3 separate regions of the Sus scrofa genome follow, and all the other regions are linked to region 1. The links are chromatin contacts, called in public Hi-C maps. All regions are on one chromosome and are shown on one strand. The core of a region is the stretch at or near the end of the contact, and the rest is flanking DNA. Distances in the headings are between cores, read along the strand shown.

Evidence for each region. A called contact is a pair of places that touch in the nucleus more often than the background predicts.
Region 2: a contact with region 1 is called in a Hi-C map of liver, with 1.5 times the contacts expected there. The contact joins the promoter of UBE2S here to the promoter of KMT5C in region 1. A contact is called at or near these places in 15 of 47 Hi-C or Micro-C datasets (blood, embryonic fibroblasts, heart right ventricle and 7 more) and 1 of 2 datasets of contacts at active chromatin or transcription factors (alveolar macrophages).
Region 3: a contact with region 1 is called in a Hi-C map of skeletal muscle, with 3 times the contacts expected there. The contact joins the promoter of HSPBP1 here to the promoter of KMT5C in region 1. A contact is called at or near these places in 3 of 47 Hi-C or Micro-C datasets (heart right ventricle, liver and skeletal muscle).

Annotation. Positions count from the first base shown.
Region 1 is chr6:59,514,115-59,518,551 of Sscrofa11.1, forward strand. KMT5C (histone-lysine N-methyltransferase KMT5C) reads left to right here and starts at 2,944. Exons shown (of 9, transcript XM_021095006.1): 1 at 2,944-3,061.
Region 2 is chr6:59,567,066-59,572,017 of Sscrofa11.1, forward strand. It overlaps UBE2S (ubiquitin-conjugating enzyme E2 S), which reads right to left and starts at 3,419. Exons shown (of 4, transcript XM_021095037.1): 1 at 2,872-3,419; 2 at 2,102-2,249; 3 at 631-821. The coding sequence starts at 2,874.
Region 3 is chr6:59,463,238-59,467,637 of Sscrofa11.1, forward strand. It overlaps HSPBP1 (hsp70-binding protein 1), which reads right to left and starts at 1,296. Exons shown (of 8, transcript XM_003127468.5): 1 at 950-1,296; 2 at 323-619. The coding sequence starts at 526.

The sequences.
Region 1 (4,437 bases), core at 1,694-4,193:
TTGTGTCCATGTCTTGTTTTTTGTGAATCATGCTGCAAAAAACTTGGAAGTGCAGATACCTCTTTGTGGTAGTGACTTAATTTGCTTTCGGTATAGATCCAGGAGTGGGACTGCTGGAACATATGATAATACTATTTCTAAGTTTTTGAGGAAAATCCATACCGGTTTTCATACCAGGTACACCAGTTCACATTCCCACCAACAGTGCATACAGTTCCCTTTTCTCCACGTCCTTCCCCCATCATTTATATAGATATACCTATTTCCCTTTTTTTTTTTTTTTTTCTGCACATGCCTGTGGCATGCAGAAGTTACTGGGCTAGGGATCAAACCTGTGCCACAGCAGTGATCAGAGCTACAGCAGTGACAACGCTGCATCCTTAACCCACCGAGCAAGGCCAGGGATGGAACCTGGGTCTTCATGGATGCTAGTCAGATTCCTTTCAGCTGAGCCACTGCAGGAACTCCTTCCAAGTTTCCTCTTATGAAGCCATTTATTGGTCAAGAACCTGCAGGATTCTATGTGGGCTGTGAAGCCCCAGGGTTGAGAGTACGGCTTCTGTAGTCTGATGGCCAGTAACACCCCCTCTGTAAGCCTCACTCTGCGCTTCTGTAAAACGAGGATAAAAAGAGCCTCTTTCTCACAGTTCTATGTGCAAAGTAACTGGTATCCTAAGAGCTCAGTTAACTGTTAGGTACTGCAGTTTTTCCATCTTGTAATTCAACGAATCTACAGTTGACCATTTCAGTTTTTCCTATTTTTCTGCTTTTCAACAAGGCGGAAACTTTTTTTTGATTTAAAAATGACTAATTTTTAAATTTTTTAAATTTATTTTTCTTTATTTGGCTGGGCCGAGGCGTGTGGAAGTTCCGGTGTCAGAGATCGAACTGGTTCCACAGCAGGGACCCAAGCCGTGGCAGTGACAACGCAGGATCCCCAACCCGCTGTGTGGCACGAGGGAAATCCACGAACATCTTTAAATATAAATATTTTAACACTTGTCCAGTTATTTCTCTAGAATAAACCCCTGGAAGTGGCATTGATGAGTCAAAATTTTATTTGCATTTCGAAATATTTTTGAAACGTCGAAAAAGAACAGTGAATATACAGAACTCACGGCTTCCACCTCAGGCTTAACAAAACAAATTACACATAGATCCGAGGAGCTTCCCTGATTGCATGCCTTCCCCTCCGCCCCTAGGGGTCGCTACTAGGGCTATCCGCAGCCCTTGCTCCTGCCCCGGTCGCTTAGCTGTACCCATGCACTTTTGCGCGGAATTACACGTGTCACACGCAAACCCTGCTTTATGCGTTTTAAAACTTCCTGCATTCGACTACATAAGACTTCTGCAACTAGCAGCATGCTTTGGGGTCGTCCAGGTTGATATATGGAGTGCTAGTTCAACCACTTTCACGGCTGTATGGTGCTTCCCTGTGAAACTATGCCAGGATCCATTTATTCATGCCCTATGTGATGGACATTTAAGCCGTCTCTAGTTTTTCACCGTTACAAACATCACTCTTGCAAGCATTAGTGTGCTTATATTTTTGTTCACATTTTTTAGTTTCTCTAGGATGTACACCCGCTGATAGATGGGCTGCACTTTCAACGTTCAGATATACTGGTACATAGAACTTTCCCGAAGAGCCGAGCTTTTTATAGGGTCCTTTCAGCTTGCTGGCTCCCCTGCTCTGGGTGAGGCTTCTTCTCTCCTCCGGAGCTGTAGCCATCCTTATGGGAGGGGGTGTCTGGGTTAGGGGTGTCTCAGTTCCAGGAGTCGTCCCAGTTGCAGAAGGAATAGTAAGAACAGAGGGTGGGAGCCTGGACGAACGGATGAAGGACACTTAGGAGAGTGTTAAGTTGGACGCTTCAAAGAGGGACCAGTGTGGTTCTTGTTTTATAGATGTGAGCCTGAGGCCCAGAGAGGGCAAACCATTTCTCCAACGTCACACAGCGAAGGGACGCAGAAACCAGCGTCATACATTGATTGACTCCAGGACAAATACACGAAGTACCTACTCTGCGCCCCACATTGTTCCAAACGCACAGGATATATGGCAGTCAGCAAAACAAAGACCTTCTGATCCAACTGTGGAACTTATTATTCCGGGCTTAATTATGATGCATTGCTAATTATGTTTGCCTCTAGGGTTGCTGCAGGGGGGTGATTCCAATTAGGGGAGGGGGGTGCCCCATGGGAGCGCCCCACGAGCCAGGGCTTCCTCCAAAACCCCCACCTCTCCATCGCCCTCTTTCTGACCTGTTCACTCACAGAGTGTTAATGTGGATACTCAAAATTAAACAGGGTATTTGGGGTCCAAAAGGGAGGAAGAGAGATTGAAGAGTCCTTTGTATCCGGCAGGGCTGTCAATAAAGTTTTGTCGCCTTGGCAACCAGGGTCCTCTCCCGGCGTGGCGACGGAGGTGCGCGCGCATTCACCCCCCTCCCGCCTGCCCCTGCTTTCTCCCTCCGGTGGCGAAAGGCTTCACCAGAGAAAGAGAATAGGCAGGTCGCGACTCTAAGGTGACGGGCGGAGACCTGAACCAATGGAAGGACGAGTCGTTCCAAGGCCGGCCAATCACACGCGGGCTCTGAAGCCGGCGGAACCCGCCCTCTTTCCCCTAGGACCCGAATAACCCGACCCAAACCGGAGTTTTGCCGGGAGGGACGGCGCTTTTGCCCAATGAGGGCGTCGATTTCGGGTTGTGGGCGGGGATACGTCTCCATGGTAGCAGATGAAGGACAGCAGTGGCGTCCACTGGACGCAGTTGGCGGCGCTTGACGGCAAGGCGGGCGTGGCGGGGTTTTGTAGGGGCACTGCCGGGGGCGGGCGGGGAGGGCCAGAGCGGATCTTGGCCAATAGGAGTGGCGCGAGCTTCGTAGCAACTGAAGAGTGGCGGCCACCTTGGCCAATGGGAGGACACGGTGGCCGTGGCGGGGCAGGCCCGGCGGGGCCGACTGGAGGCGCGGCGACCGTGTCTGACGAGAGCTGGAAGAGGCAGTGGGAGGTGGTGGCATCGGCGGCGCGGGCGCCAGAGGAGGAGGAGGAGGAGAAGCGGGTGAGGGGCGGCGCGGGGCCCGACCTCTGAGCCCCTTCTCGGCCCCCGCCCCGCGCTGCCTTGGCTTCGGGTCGTCCCTAGCCCCGACTGTCCCCGCCCCACCCGGCCCTTCCTCGTGTCCAGGCGCCCACGTCTCCCCGCCCTTCGGCGAGCCTCAGGGTGCTCGCTGCGCCTAGCCCCTTCCCCGTGCTTCTTCACCCGGGGCCCTCTCCGCAGCCCCGGGCCTTCCCCCGGCCCCGCTCTCGCGCTCCAGGCCCTTCCCTGGACCCTCAGCTCGCCCTCTGCGCTGACTCTTCCTCCCCTTCCTGGACTTGAGGCTTTTCCCCTGCACTCTCACCGCCTAGCCAAGTCCTTCCCTGGAGCCCCCAGTCTTCCCCAGGAGCCTGTCTGCTTCCCCAGTTGCCCTCTGGTCCTCAGGCCCTTCCCCTGCACTCTCACCGCCTACCCAGGCCGCTGGAGCCCCCCCACCGCCGTCTTGCGCAGGCCCCTGTCTGCTTCCCCCAGTTTCCCTCTGGACCTCAGGCCCTTCCCCTGCACTCTCACCGCCTACCCAGGCCCTTCCTTGGAGCCCAGGCTCTTTCCTCAAGGCCGTTCTACGCTCCTCCCCGGCTCCCTAGGACTTCCCCATCCCTGTTTGCTTTTCCAAGCCCTGTACTGGACCCCCTAGCCGCCCCCCTCGACCTGCTCAGGACTCTTCCCCGGAGCTGCAGGTTCTTCTCTGCTTTCGTTGGCCCCCTTGTCACCCTGCTGGCTTTTCTGGGGTCCTCCCTGGATCCCCAAGCTATCCCGCAGGCCTCTGTCCCTCCTGCAGGCACGCTGGCCCGTCACTCTGCCCCAGCTCCCACCCCACAGTGTCCATTTTTCTCTTTCCCCACATGCCCCTCTGTAGCCTCCTTTCTGTCCCAGCGCCCACCCGCGGCACCCCCTCTTTATCCCCAGCCTTCGTGTCTTCTCGACCCCCTTTCCCAGCCGCTCTAGCTCCCAGTCTGTCTTCCACCCCCCATTCCGAGGCACCATGGTGTGGGCCCCCCCCCCCGCAGGCCCTCTGCAGTGGGGTTAGGAGGCTTGTTTTGTTGCCTTTGGCTAATCCCTGTCTTTCTCCTCCTTTTTTATGGGCCTCTTCTGCTTCTCCATACTGTTCCTTCTCTCTCCCCCTCCCCCGCTTTGTCCTCTGCGCCCCTCCCTCCCCCGGAATCCTTGGAGAGGGAGCAGGTGCTGGGATCCCTCCTTTGCTCTCCCTCGCCTCACCCCCCCCCCCAGGCTGCCTGGGGTTTCACCCAGAGCCTTCTGAGGACTCCCAAGGGCTACTGGGGAGGGGGGTGGAGGCCAAGGCCAGCAGAGAGTGGGGGTGGGTGCAAGAACAAGCAGTTCTGGCA
Region 2 (4,952 bases), core at 2,169-4,668, 53 kb after region 1:
GAGTTCCCGTCGTGGCGCAGTGGTTAATGAATCCGACTAAGAACCATGAGGTTTCGGGTTCGGTCCCTGCCCTTGCTGAGTGGGTTAACAATCTGGTGTTGCCGTGAGCTGTGGTGTAGGTTGCAGACGCGGATCCCACGTTGCTGTGGCTCTGGCGTAGGCTGGTGGCTACAGCTCCGATTCGACCCCTAGCCTGGGAACCTCCATATGCCGTGGGAGCGGCCCAAGAAATAGCAACAACAACAAAAGACAAAAGACAAAAAAAAAAAAAAAAAAAAAAAAAAAAGCAACAGGAGTTCCCGTCATGGCGCAGTGGTTAACGAATCCAACTAGGAACCATGAGGTTGCGGGTTGGATCCCTGCCCTTGCTTGGTGGGTTAACGATCCGGCGTTGCCGTGAGCTGTGGTGCAGGTGGCAGACGCGGCTCGGATCCCGCATTGCTGTGGCCCTGGCAGCCAGTGCAGCCGGTGGCTGCAGCTCCGATTTGACCCCTAGCCTGGGAACCTCCATATGCCATGGGGGTGGCCCTAGAAAAGGCAAAAAAACAACAAAAACAAAAGAAACAAGGCTCTGTGACTTGGCCGTCCCCAGGACATCCAGGAGGAAGGCCAGGCCCAGCCCTAACTCACCAGCAGCACATGCCGGATGCCCAGCTCAGCTGTCCAGTCCCTCTTGAGCACGTTGACACAGATCTCACCGTTGGCGCCCACATTTGGGTGGAAGATCTTGGTCAGGAAGTAGCCCTTGGGTGGGGAGGCAGGAAAGTCCTTCCCCAGCAGGAGTTTCATGCGGAAGAGGCCTCCGGCGTATGGGGTCCCCTCTGGAAGGCAAGGGACGGGGAAGGGGACAACTGGGTCAGGAGGCTCAGGTCTCCTGGGCACCCTGAAAAGCCCTAAAGGGCAGTCTCCACCGACTAGGCTCAGGGCAGGCATTCTGGAGAGGGCGAGAGGACTGGGTTCCCAGGAGGCACCCCCCCACCTCAGAGGTAACCCCTTGGCTTGTGGTTCCCACCCATGGGATGCCTCTCCCCCCCCACCCCTGCCAAGTGGCAAGGCCATGCACACCCACAGCTATTTGGAAGCCTGCTAGGCCAATGCCAAGACAGCTGTCAACTCCACAGTCTCCCCGCCAGACAAACATCCTCATGCCTCAGCCCCCACATCCAACCCATCAGCAGCCTGGGCAGCTGACCTCAGGTCCTCTCCTGAATCTGACCCTACCTCCAAGTCTGGTCACTCCTCTCACCTGTGGACACTAGCAATGGTCAAGAGCTTCCCGACCGCCTCTGCCTTCTGGCCCCCAGCCCCGTCCTCACTGGTCAAAGGAACTCTGAGGCACCCATTACCCCTGTTTTACACCCACCAGCCCCTTCCTTTCCAAACTCCTTAGAAAAAAGCCTACAAACACTGAAATATGTCCCCTAGAAGCTTCTCTAGTCTCCCTCCTTCCTGTTCCCGTAAGGTACACACGGAGTCGGCCAAAAACCTCTGGGGACCCATCAACACACTCTAACCGACACCCCTGGAGAAGTCCGCCCTGATCCTTCCCTACAAGCCGAACTCCCATCTAGGTCCTTCATCACTTGCTCGGCGCTGAGATTAAGAGAAATTCCACTAATAAGTGAAATGTAGCACACACGCAGTAACACGCTGAACCACTGTGTGTGGTCCAACGATCACAGGTACTCATTTGCTTGTTACTGCCCTCTGCCCGCCAGACTGCACCTGGCTTGTTCTCTGCTTGGTCTTCAAAGCCCCTGACACTGACAGCAGGAAGGAATTTGCAATCGTCTAGCCCGCCCCCCCAGGCCTCTCAGACACCATTCCCACGTCCTGGCACCCTCTTCCCAATTCCACTCAATTCCTTCCCATACTTCTGGGTGTGAGGACACCCAAACCAGATAGGACCCCCAGGATTTTCTCTCAATTCTCTCAGAGAAAGTATACACAACTGCGATTTCCCGCCCTGCAGCCCATGAGCACCATGCGTACCAGGTGTGCCCGTCACAGGTCTGGCAGCCCACCTTATACTGAGAGCTTCCTATTCCCGCTCCAAGGATGCCAAGGATTTAGGAAGCGCACCTCCCTCACCCACACTCACCAGGGCCCTCGATGGTGACCTGCAGGTCAGTGAGGTCCTCCTCGTTGGGGAAGACCTTGATGCCATCAGGTGGGTCAGCTGTCAGTGTCGTCACCTCTTTGTACACCAGGCGGATAATGTGCGGGGGTAGGTTCTCCACATTGGAGTTCTAGATGTGGAAAAAAGGGGGCGAGCCATGGGCCTTTGGTCCTGGGGCCTCCTGCAGGACCTAGGATGCGGTGGCCGCCCTACTTTTCTTGCCCCTGCAGTCCTAGTCTGGCCAATCACCCCGAGCTCCCAGACACTCCCAATCCAGGGTGCTTCAGGCGATGGCTTCAGGTGAATCTCCCATTAGGAATGGAGCGGATCTCCAAGGTCTGGCGGATGACTCCACCTTCCCCATAAGTCCCTAAAGCCCATTCGTAGCCCCACATACGGACCCCCAGTGGTCCCGGGTAGGCCCGAGCCCTACCCCGGTGTCCTTCCACACCTCAACTTGGGAAGACCATCCTGGAAACCCCAGCTCCGGCCTGGAGATGGCGGCGGAGTGTCGTTACTCCCGGAACACCCACGGGCAGGCCCGAAAGCCCGGAGCCCTTCCCGGAGCTCAGCTGGGCCTTCCCCTCCCGCTCCGCCTACAGGAGGGCCCCTGGGCCCAGCCCTAACCCAGGACCCCCAACTGGGCCATCCAATCCCCCAGCCGCCAGAGAGATGCTCCTGAGACCCCATCTCCTCCTCCAGGAGGGCCCTGACCGCCCCCCCCCCCCAACAGGCCCGGACGCGACGCTCACCATGACTGCGGCCGGCCGGGGGCGGGTCCCCCCGGCCCCCTTCCTGCGCTCTCCGGCCGCTGGCTGGGGCGGGGGGCCCAATTGCCGCCGCTGCGGCCCTGGGGAGGCCCCAGCGGCCCGGCTCCGCGCCCCACTGCCTCCGACGACCGCCACACACCGCCTGAGCAGGTAAACCCGCCCCGGGCGCCCGACCGCACTAAGCCGGCCGCGCGCACACCGCCGCCCTTTTATATCCGCCCACAGGCCTCGCCCCCTCGGGGCCCCTCGCGCCGCGCCTCGACTCGTGACGTCAGTGCGCACACTCCTTGGCGTTCGACGAGCTCGCTCCCTTTCGACAAACTGCGGGCAAGAGCAGGAGAAACTGGGGAGGGGGCGCGGGGCAGGCTGGCCAATACGTGCGCACGGGGGTCAGGGAGGAAATCCAGGAGAAAGGAGAGGTAGAAAAGGGGAAGTAGAGAAGAGAACGGGAAGGGTGACGCGACCGCTGATTGGTCCGTTTGAATGAAACGCCGGCGTACGCGCTCGCGCCCTGACGCCCAGGAAATCGCGCACGCGACTAACGGTCGACCCGGGAGCCCGAGCCGAGCAAAGAGAGGCGGGACTTGAGGGGTTTTAAAAGGATGATGGAAGGCGGTCCGGCCAATGGGGACGCGCAATCGTGGCGTGGCGTCATGAGACACGCGGAGGCCAATCCCTACTGGAGAAGGCGTACTGGGGCCTTCTCCAGTAGGGAACGGGAGAATTGGAGAGCAACCAATGGGAGTCCTCCCTACCGCGGACCCAGGCGCTCGCAGCCAATTAACTTCGTTCGTTTCTGTGTATGCAGATGAGTGTGCCCGGACGCCTGCGCCCCTTCCTCAGCCTGTGGCGGGGGTGGGCACCGCGAATTGATAGACGTATTTCTGCGAGGCGCCATTTTGTGCTGGCAATGACCTATGACCCGTGTCCTGTGTTGGCAGAGGTTCCACGACCGGCCCCACCCCCACCCCCATGTGTGACCTCTGGCCCCGGCCAGGCCTCGGTTGCGACGCCGGGCGTCAGTTTACTCCTGTGAGAAGAGGAAGAGTCCCCTGGCCTTGTTCAGGGCGCGGTCCTTCTTGTGACTGACCAGGGCCCCCGGCCGGCCGCGCCCCGGCCGGGGCTCCCTCCGCCTGTCGGGGGAAGCGGCCCGGGGTGCCCCGGGGGGACCCTGTCCGGAGAGCCGGAGGCCGAGGAGCTGCGCGGCCTGCCTGGCCCCGGTGCGGTGCGGCCGCGGCGCCCGCCTCAGGGCCGCTCAGCCCCGGAGCGGAGCGTCCAGCTGGGCCACGGTGTCCCGTCGGGGGCCCAGCTTCAGGAAGAGGGAGCAGGACGGTGCCGAGACTCCCACAGCCTCGCGGTCTTCGTGCGCCGGAGGGGCGCGCGGGCGCCCCGCACCCGACCTGCAGGTTCCGCCCGCTGAATGCGGACCTTCCCGCCCCGTTAACACACGAGGACCCCGAAGGAAGAGGGGGGTCGAGTGACTTGCCCAGGGTCCCCCGTGGGGACAAGCAGAGGCGGCGGTGCAGCTGAGCTGTCCCAGCCGACGGTGACTTATGGCGAACCGGGGAGCGGTGGTGGCGTCCTCCGCGCTGACCGGGCCCGCGCCGCCGGGGTCCCCCGAGCCCTTGCCACGGCCCTGTGGGGCGCGTGTCGTGGGATGCCCCCCGGACTCCCGCATGCATTCAGTCCGCTTTTTCTGAGCACCTACCATGGGGCAGGCAGGATGCTGTGGGGATGCAGCAGAGTGTAAAAGGGACAGCACCCCGCGCTCCTGGAGAACCAGACAGTGAGCCAGTGTACCCCGCCAGGAACACAGCCTTTGCCGAACAGTAAGTCGGGGCCAGGGGCGTAGGAAGGGAGGGGGCGGGGGTCTGAGGCAGGATGATGGCGGCTGCAGGAAGGTCTAGGTGAAGAGCATTCCAGGGAGTTCCCATGTGGCGCAGGAGAAATGAATCCGACGAATATCCATGAGGATGGGGGTTCCATCCCTGGCTTCGCTCAGTGGGTTAAAGGTCCGGCCTTGCGGTGAGCTGGGGTGTAGCTCGCAGATGTGGCTTGGATCT
Region 3 (4,400 bases), core at 46-2,545, 53 kb before region 1:
CTAACTGTCAGCATCAACTTGCAAATAAAGAACTTGGGGCTCAGAAAGATGAAGGGACATACCCAAGGTCACACAGCCATAAAATGCTGAATCCAGGTCTGTCTGCGGAACCCTTGCCTCTTCTTTTTACCACGAGGCTACTCTGCCTCCCTGCACAGTGCAGGGATCCAGGGATCAGACCTTCAGTCTACAATAACCCCATCAAGCACAAGGAGGCTACTCTGCCTTCACACCTGGCCTCCCGACCCTCTCGGGACTCCCTCCCCAAGATATCTCGGTCCGCACACCCCTCACCCCGGCTTCTTGGGTCCCCCCCCTTTACCTCCTCACTCATGGGTTCTGGAGGTGGGTCTGGCTCTTCAGAGCCCGCCGTGATGGCCATCTGCAGCAGACCTTGGAGGTTTCGCGGGGGTGGGGGGTTGCCCGAGCCCCCAGCAGAGGAGCCGCTGCCCCCTGACGAGCAACCCTGAGAGGCTGGGGGCAGCGCCAGGGGAAGGCGGCTGCCCCCAGAGCCTTGGTCCGCCATGGGCTGTTTGCGAAGAAGGGACGAATGTGCTGGGGTAGGGGATGGTCACCGCTGAGGTAGCGCGGGCTTCCTGACCGGTCGACTCCTGGAGGTCTGCTGAGAAGGTGGCGTTTTAGGGGAGCTCGGCGGCCCTCCGCGACCCCAAACCACTCTGTCCACATGCCCTTTAACCACAGCCCCCATTCCTTCCTTCACACCGGCGAGACCCTTCCCCAAAGTCACAAGCCCCTCCTTCGTCCCTAGCAACAGGCCCCACCCACTCTCTCTAGCAACCCCCTCCCCCATCTTCACCGCAGGCGTTCCCGTCTCTTAGCAACCCCACTGCCCAGCCCTCATAGCAACCAGGCCTCCCTTTGGTTTTCTTGGCAACAAGTCTCCTCCCTCTTCTCCGAAAGAGGGGAGCCAGAGCGGGGCGGACCTCACCTCCCCGGGCCTCGTGTCGCCGCCGCTACTAAAGACAGAGTCGCCCGCACCTGACTACAATGGGCGCCGCCATATTGACAGGAAATACGCAAATCTCGCCCGGAAGTTCCCGGCGCAGACACCCCACTTAGGGCCTTAACTAGGCGTGAGGAGGCCTCGCCCAGCTCCGAAGTCCTTCCTAACTGGCGGGATACTGCGCTCCGCCCAGCCCCTCACCTAGGCCGCGCCCCTCGTGCTCCCGCTCTGGCCTAAGGCCCGCCCCCGGCCCGGATCCCGCCCTTAGCGAGCCCCACCTCCCCATGCTCATTGCAAGCCCCTGCCCTAGTGTAGGCCCCGCCCCCCGGCCTGGCTCTGCCTAGGCCCAAACGCGTCCACACCCAGCCCGAGTTCTAAACTGGTCCCTCTCCGCCCGCTTCAGGCTCCGCCCCTGTTCCAGGCCTTTCGGCCTCTCCCAGGTGAGCCCCGCCCCCGTGCCGGTTTGCCGGCCGTTCCCCCGTCAAGCCCCGCCCACTTCTTGGCCCCGCCCCATTCTCGCTGAGCGTGCCCCGCATCAGCAAGGGCTTTTCTCTTCCATCTAGGACCCCACCACGTCTTTTACTGGAGCCCTGGGGTCGCACCACTAATAACCTGACCCAGGCACCCAACCCCACCCGTCTCCTGGCCTCAGTTTCCCCATTCGTCAAAGGAGGCATTCTCCACACTGCAGCACTACCTGTGCCGGTGCTTATTACCCAACATCTGCCTGGTGGAATCTTCTCTGGGTCCTGCCCAGGTGCAGAGGAGGGGATCGTTGAAGCCTGAAGTAAATGCCCACGCAAGGTGGTTTAGGCCGCTTGAGGCCTCCCTGCACCAGATTTGGGGCTCAGGTCTGGGAATGTGCCTGGCCTTTGGAGGTGTTTCCTTTGGGGTGATCTTAAGCGAATCCTAGTTGTGGTCTTCCGTAAGAGACCCTTCCCCTCGAGGAAAGGCTGTACTTATCTTGTGACCTACGGTCACAGGTATATTGAGCCCTTGGCTAGGTCTGCAACATGCCAGGTGCTCTTTTGGACAGAGATGGAAAGACCAGTGTACAAGCTGTGTGTGTGTGTTGTTTGTTGTGGTTTGTAGCACTGAGAAGCCTAGCTATCTGACGTGGGTCTAGGCCCCTGTGTACTTTATTGTATCCCTTTCCTATTGTTGCTCTTAACAAATTACCAAAAACTTGGTGGCTTACAACAACGCAGATTTATTAGCTTACAGTTCTGGAGGTCAGAAGCCCCAAATGAGTCTCACTGAGTTAAAAACCAAGGTATCAGGGGGATTGTGTTCCTCCTGGGGGCTCCAGGGACCCTCTGTTTCCTTGCTTTTTCCAGCTTTTAGAGGCTGCCCACATTCCTTGGATTGTGGTCGCAGCATTTCAGCTTGTTTCTTTCCCTGTCCCATCTCCTCCTCTGCCTCTGATCCTCCTGCCTCCCCATGATAAGAACTCTTGGGATGACATGTAGGACCCACCCAAGGAACCAGGATGCTCTCCCATCTAAGACTTTCAACTCAGTCACACCTGCCACGTCCCTTTTGCTATGAATATGTAAGGCAACATATTTGCATGTTCTAGAAATTAGGATGTGGACATCTTTGGGGGCCCAGTATCCAGCCTACTATATATATATACTATGTACACTGACGTACAAGTCCCTCTATCTACAATACTATTTACATATATTATTATACATCATACCATATAATATGTATGTACATATAACATGTCATTGTATATGACATGACATTTTTATACCTGTGATAGAATGGTAGCCTAGATGAGAACACCTCAGAGTTACCCTACAAAAGCGATAGCCTTTCCAATGACCTGTAAGAAGGGTGATAGTATAACTTTCCATCCATAGCAGGACACACAGAGTGACAACGAATCCTATTAATTATTCCAGAATAGGAGTTCCCATCGTGGCTCAGTGGCTAACGAATCCGACTAGGAACCATGAGGTTGAGGGTTCGATACCTGGCTTCGCTCAATGGGTTAAGGATCTGGCGTTGTTGCCGTGAACTGTGGTGTAGGTCGCAGACGTGGCTTGGATCATGCATTGCTGTGGCTCTGGTGTAGGCCGGCAACTACAGCTCTAATTCGACCCCTAGCCTGGGAACCTCCATATGCCGCAGGTGCGGCCCTAGAAAAAGGCAAAAAAAAATAATAATAATAATAATTCCAGAATACCAGCCATAAACCAGACCAGAGGGTCACGCTGCTTCTAAGGCCCTATGTGATCTGCCTCCTCATCTCATCGCCTTCCGACCACCCTGGCCCTTCCACTTTCCGATAACACACCAGGCACACACCTGCCACAGGGCCTTTGCACAGCTGTTTCCTCTGCCTGGAAGGCTCCTGACACTTTATCCACCTGCCTCTGAGGCGCCTCTTCCCTCAATGTCCCTTCGTGGCGGAGGCTTCTCGGCACTATGTGCAAAGTCACATCCTGCTCAACTTACACTCCCCGTCCCCCTTCCCTGCCCTCGTCGCCTCTGCATCCCCCATGGCGACTCTGTAACATATCTTGTGTTTTGATCATTTCTCACCTGCCTCATCCTTTGCAGGGGGAGCTCCCCAGGACAGGGATCTTGGTTGACTTGGCTCACTGCTCTACCCTCACCACTTGGAAGAGCACGTGGCTCAGATTTGGCACTCATGGTAGATTCACGGAATGAACGTGCTTGACCAGCGGACTTAAGGCTCACGGGTACGCTCTATAGGCGATTTGGGCATGACACGGGTGCCTGACAGAGCCAAATTATGTGGAAGTCTGGCTGTGCACAGGTCCATGGATGGGCAGTGGAGCAGACAGTATATTGCAGCCCGTGTGAAGATCTGGGGGAGGCTGTGTTGGGCACAAGGAAGAGACAGGGACCTGAAAAAAAAAATACACAGGGGCCTCAAGGGCTTCTGGAAGTTTCTCTGTAGGAGGATGGAGGATCCTAAATGGACATGTGGATCCAAGATGATCTAAAAACATGCACCCTGGCCTGTGGGTGGCTAGGGGACCCTGATGCTTGTGGGGAAAGGGGGCCTGGGTGGGCAGCTTGGGGGTCTGGAGAGACAGAGATGAGTCTTGGATCAGCAAAGCCCCCAGTTCTTTCCCTCTGCCTCCCCCATCCTCTGCCCTCCAATCTGTGCCATCTCCCCCCAGCTTCTAGCCCTTCACCTCTGTGTACCCCCCATCTTTTGCGGTCCCCGCCTCTGTTCCTCTTTGTCTCTCTTTGTCTGTCTCCAGCTCTCCTTCTACCTGGCTCTGTTTTGTTCTCTGCCGCCCCCAGCCCCGTGCCCCTTTCCAATGCTCCCTCAGGTGGTTTTCCTCCTGCTCTCTGACCCCGCATCCTTTCCCTGCCCTCTCCCCCGCTGTGCCTCGCCTGTGACATCTTGCCCCTCTCTGCCCCATCCCTCTCTTTTTCTCCATTTCTCTCC